Linked DNA regions of Gossypium arboreum: region 1 is linked to region 2. The links are chromatin contacts, called in public Hi-C maps. All regions are on one chromosome and are shown on one strand. Each heading gives the region's core, a stretch centred on a gene start, on an enhancer-like site or on the middle of the called end of the contact. The rest is flanking DNA. Distances are from core to core; before and after follow the strand shown. Region 1 holds the start of LOC108470552. Region 2 holds the start of LOC108470822 (protein ROOT PRIMORDIUM DEFECTIVE 1).

What was found. A called contact is a pair of places that touch in the nucleus more often than the background predicts.
Region 1: a contact with region 2 is called in a Hi-C map of leaf, with 2.8 times the contacts expected there. The contact joins the promoter of LOC108470552 here to the promoter of LOC108470822 in region 2. A contact is called at or near these places in 2 of 5 Hi-C or Micro-C datasets (both in leaf).

Annotation. Positions count from the first base shown.
Region 1 is chr1:106,633,290-106,636,094 of ASM2569848v2, forward strand. It overlaps LOC108470552, which reads left to right and starts at 1,303. Exons shown (of 3, transcript XM_017771902.2): 1 at 1,303-1,815; 2 at 2,702-2,805. The coding sequence starts at 1,636.
Region 2 is chr1:106,259,912-106,262,740 of ASM2569848v2, forward strand. LOC108470822 (protein ROOT PRIMORDIUM DEFECTIVE 1) reads left to right here and starts at 1,482. Exons shown (of 3, transcript XM_053029955.1): 1 at 1,482-1,747; 2 at 2,094-2,829. The coding sequence starts at 2,177. LOC108472551 (probable LRR receptor-like serine/threonine-protein kinase At1g56140) reads left to right here. Exons shown (of 24, transcript XM_053022676.1): 24 at 1-326. The coding sequence ends at 7.

The DNA.
Region 1 (2,805 bases), core at 53-2,552, 370 kb after region 2:
CACTTAACCATAACCAGCCACCTATACAAAATCATTAATTAAGTGGCATAATTGCTACTTAGCCCCTTTAGTTTATAATTCAACTTTTAACCCTTACATGATTTAGTTCTTGTACTTAAAGGCTCCTAATTTCATGAAATTTACTTAACCAGAATCTAATTCGCTACTAACTAACCTCGTAAATATTTAATAAAAATATTTACTAGTTTGTTTCACGGGAAGGGAGTTCTGAATCTCACTTTTCGACACCCCCGACTATCGAATTCGTTACATACCTTAAATTCTTGAAAATAAAAATAGAGGAATAAATTTCAAAAATTTGAAGAGTACATGTTCTTATGGCATATTTTAACTTTTATTCTATAAAAATTTATCATTAATATATTTATAATTGTAATATATATATTTATTATTAAAATATTAATATAAATATTTTTCAAAGAATATTATTTTAAATTTAAAAGTATTATTTTTAAAATAAAATTTTAATATTATGCAATTTATTAAAATAATAAATTATATTAACAATATTAATAATTTATTATATTATTAAATATAAATAATTAAATATGTATGTTTAATAATATTAAAAATTATAATATTTCATATTGATATTTTAATATTTTAAATATTTTAAAAAATAAAAAAATATTATTAGTATAAAAATATTAGGTTTGATTCAAAATTAATTTTTATATAAAAATAAAATTACTCTTTTTTTCTTCAAAAATGACTTATCTTCTTAAAAATGAGCAAGTTATTTTATAGGCTTATTTTCCATTGATTTGTAAATTATTTTCGTTAGTCAAGTTTTTATGAAATAAATACAAAAATAATTTAAAAATTTTTTCGACAAGTTACTTTTTATGAAACAAACTAAGCCTAAATAGATTAGTAATGCAACTAGGGATGGCAAAATCCAAACTGCTCAATAGAATTCTAACCGCTTTGAATGGAGTGAATTTTTTCTTTTGGATAGTAGGTATAGAACGGTTATGGTAATTGTTTGCCCTACCCCTACCTACTTTACTATACAAAATTATCATTTTATCCTTATATATATAAACTATTAAAATGATAAAATGTAATATCGAAATATAGAAAAAATCATTTATATTTATGTTTAAATATTTATTAAAAACTTATGTTTAAATATTTATTTAATTTAAAAAATTAAAAATGTAAAAATTAAATTGAAATGAAACGCGAGAATATATAAGCAATAATAGACAATAATTTTTAAAATTATGTATCCGTAATAAAACCAATAAAACAATAATAAATTGAACAATATCTATTGTGGCTACGCCCCATTCCCAACATACCCCATTCTCACCCACCCCTGTTTACCACGCTAACCTTTTCCCACTAAAATTTCAAAACCCCTTCGAAACTGAGCTTGAGTTGAGCCCACTTCATAATTAAAACCCAAAATCAAAATAAACACACATAAAATCCCCTGCCTTAACCCTTACTAATCTAATCCTCAATTATCATTTCTGGGAACGCGTCCTCACCCTTTCTCTTTCTCTCTCTTTCTTATCATTTTGTTTGATTTGTTTTCTGTTCCATCCCAAATCCGTAACAGCTTGACCAGATCGGAGGAACTGAGTGGCAGGAGCGGGGAGGTTGAGCATGGCCACAGCGTCGTTTAACAAGATCGAAAGGGCCCACCAGATGTATAGAGAAGGGAGGTACAACGAAGCTCTGTGTTACTACACCGAGGCGCTGGCTGTTGCCAAACCGAAGCCTCAGAAGATCGCTTTGCACAGTAACAGAGCCGCTTGTTACTTGAAATTACATCATTTCAAAAAGGTTTCTCTTTTCTCTTTTTTATTCTTTTTCCTTTTATCATTACATTGGTTTGCCTTTGATTTTACCTATTGGGTTTTACTTTTCAGTAGTTTTTAGTAATTATCGTGTTTCAGATTGGACTTTCCGGACTTCGGGAATATCGAATTTTTTTTTTATTTTACTGTTTTATTTCGACATTTTCATGGGTTTAATATAATAATTTCATGGACGAAAGCTGCTTTGTTGGGGGGCGGGTTTATTTATCTGTTTTTAATGGATTAAAATGAAAATGTAAAGTAATTTTGGCTCTCTTTTTTTTTCTTTTTTTTCTTTTTCTTCTTCTTTTCATATAATTTAGCTGGGATGTTATGTGTGTCCTATTTTCAGTACTCTTAATTGGATGTTCTTTTCATTTTTTAGAAAAGCTTATTTAGAAGGTGAAATTTTCTTTCACCATAATTTTAGTAAGGTTGTGATATTTTAGTGATCTCAAGAATAGAGAGGGAACGGGACGAGCGGGAACCGTGAGTAGATAACAAGGTTCTTTGTTTTATTAGACTATTTCAATAGAAATAATTGTTGAAGATAATATTAATTAAAAAAATCCAGGTTTTTAATTTGTGGCAGAAGTTCTTGTTTTGATACTTTTGCTTTTACTCTAGATTCTAATAAGAATCAGTGTTTGTTTTAATGGTGCATTCTACTACTTTTGCTAGGGTCATATCTTGCGGAAGATCATGTTGAAAAACTGATAAACAAATTCTGTTTTCTTCTACCTGTTTCTTTATATGTTTGGCATCTTAAAGCGCTTTCACTATTCATGGAATGCATGCGTATTGGGTTTTCCATTTTACTTTAATGCACAGAAACTGTTATCTGTAAACTTATGTTGTTAATTCAACCTTAGGCAGCAGAAGAATGTACCTCAGTTCTTGAGCTTGACCATAAGCACACTGGAGCTCTGATGCTACGAGCGCAAACACTAGTCACACTAAAGGAGTACAATTCAGC
Region 2 (2,829 bases), core at 232-2,731:
AAGATGAGACTTTCGCCCTTCATATCATATTATTATTATTATTATTCTGCTGTAAATCTAAATAACTCGTAGATTCTTGATTGGTTTTACTATTACTTCCAAAAGAGAAATTAGAAGTTTTGCCTTTGTTTATACTCGTGAAGGGATACGGATAATGGAGTTTGGGGAGAAAGTCACGAATTTGTGTAGCTTGTATATATGTATATGTCAACGATGGCGGTATGGCCATTGATTTTAATAAGTTGTTCAGTTTACATTTAATGAAATGTGTAATCGAATCCATCACTTACTCAACTTCATATGATATTTACGATAGATTTGGTCGAGTTTCTTCGTTCTATAATTTAAGATTTATCGCATGTTCTCGTTATATATATATACACTTGCGATATAGCATGAATGTTTCATGAATAAAACCTTGCCCAACTGGAAAATTATTTGACATTAGCAAAAGGTGACGCATATTTTTAGAAAATATATATGAAAGCCCGTAAATTAAGATTTAATTTCGCTTATTTAATGTTTTGAAAAAATATCATAAAGAATGTCCGAAAAGAAACCCTTTTTCAGTTACCCATAATAACATTTTTCCCCCTTCAATTTTATAAAAATAATTATTTAACTCTTTATTTTAAGGTTATTTAACAAAAAATGTAAATTTAAGAGCTAAAAGAGGTAAAAAATTAAATAGAGGGCTAAAGTAATTTTTTTTTTATAAAGTTGAAGTAGACTTGTTCATAGGCTAGGTTATCTATTCAGGCCCGAAGGTTCGCTTAAAATTTAAGAAGATTTGACTAAAAATATTAAGCTTGAAAAATAGATTTGAACAAAAAAATTAAGCGCGTTTAAAATATGAGTCAAGCTTGGGCCTTAAATTTCAAGTCCAAGCCTGACCGGTTTTAAGTTTATAATATTTTATATTATGTTATTTTTATATATTATATAATTTAGAATACATTAAAAATAAATTTATACTAAATATATAATATTACTTTAATGTAAACATTAAAATAATGTTAAGATAACTATATACAAATTTTCAATAAATAAAAATGTATCAAGTTATTAAATATTAAAATAATATAATATAAATATTTTTAAAAATTAAAAATAATATGAATGTGACTAAAATGGGTTTGAGTTAATTTTTACAAATATTAGTAGGTTTTAGCAAAAATTTAAACTTAAATTTTAGGTCAGACTAGGCTTAGATAAGCATAAAATATATTAATATTGTGTTTAGGTCCAACCGAAATTAAACCGACTCGAGCACCCCTAAAATTTTTTATTTTTTGGTTCAGTTAAACAACTAAAGTTATCTTTTGCAATGCGGTTTAGTCATTTATATTCTTAAATTTTCTAATGATGGAAAATAAATGGTAGGAGGCTCAATCAATTTTTTCTTTTTTACATTAAAGGACTGAACTGCTTTTCAGAAGATAACATTAGGTCCTAATCTAGATTAAAAAAACTTTAAGATCTAAAGTGAGAAAATTGGTATAGTTGAAGGACTAAATTAAGCATTAACCGTAAAATGAACCATACCGGAATCACCCACCCATGACCCAACAAAAAAAAAAAAAAACCGGACTTCCTGGACTGCCGAGACGCCTCTCCGTTCTGCTCTACAGATATTTGATTTCCCCAAACCCTAAATATCCACTGTGGCCACCCTTTCCTCAGGGGCTGTAACCGAGCAACCGACGCCTGCCACTTTACCCAGCAGCCAACTCACTCGCCAGCTACCGTGAGTCTTAGGGAAATTTATCTTCTATTACATTTTAATTTGGGTAGTTCATATGTGCTTTATTCATTAACTGGCCTGGAATTCGGATTTTCGATTTAGATTAAGAATTTACATGCTTTCCTAACTATGGGTTGCTGCTGATGTCAATTTTATATAACTGGTTAGCAAGTATGTGAGATTTTTCATGTTTTTTGGTTTTGGTTTGTTTAAATTTACTTTTTATTTACAATTTATCATGTACATCGTGTTAAATTTTAGAAATTGTTTTAGCTTCAGAAAGGTATCAATTGGTTTTCCAAGTTTTTTTTTTTTTATTACTTTATTAACATTTTATCATGCACATTAGGTAGGCATTGTTTAGTTACAAAAAAGCTTTTTGGTGAAGGAAGCTTGTGAGACTAGTTGAGAAGTTCTCTAGGTCTTGAAAGCATGATCTTTTTGAAAAGTGTAAGGTGCAATGGAATATTATTTGGACCATTCAATTCATTTTCTCAAAGGAGATGGAAAAAACCAATTGTTTCAGCTCAGACTCGCCTAGAATCCAGAACTAAAGATTTAAAACTAGACAAGCTCATGATGCACATTAACAAACTCAAAACCATCCTTAACATCCACCAGCTTATGGCCCAGCGAAAGCGTGGTCCCTTTGTCTCTGTGCAACTGATGTCACGATGGAGAAACATTGTCGGTCTGAATGTGGGCATGGGTGAATTTCTTCACAAATATCCACATGTCTTTGAGTTATTTGTACACCCCCTTAGGAGGAATTTATGCTGCAAGATAACTCAGAGAATGCGAGATTTGATTGACGAGGAAGAAAAAATTGTCAAAGAATATGAACCTGAATTGGTGCAAAAGGTAAAGAAACTGCTCATGATGTCAAAAAATGGGACACTTCATGTCCATGCTTTGAGGTTAATTAGGAGAGAACTTGGCTTGCCTGAGGATTTCAGAGATTCTATTTTAAGAACACATTCAAAGGATTTTAGGTTAGTTGATTTGGAAATTGTTGAGCTGGTTGACAGGAATGAGAGTTTGGCCAAGGCTGAAGTTGAAAAATGGAGAGAAAAAGAATATGTAGA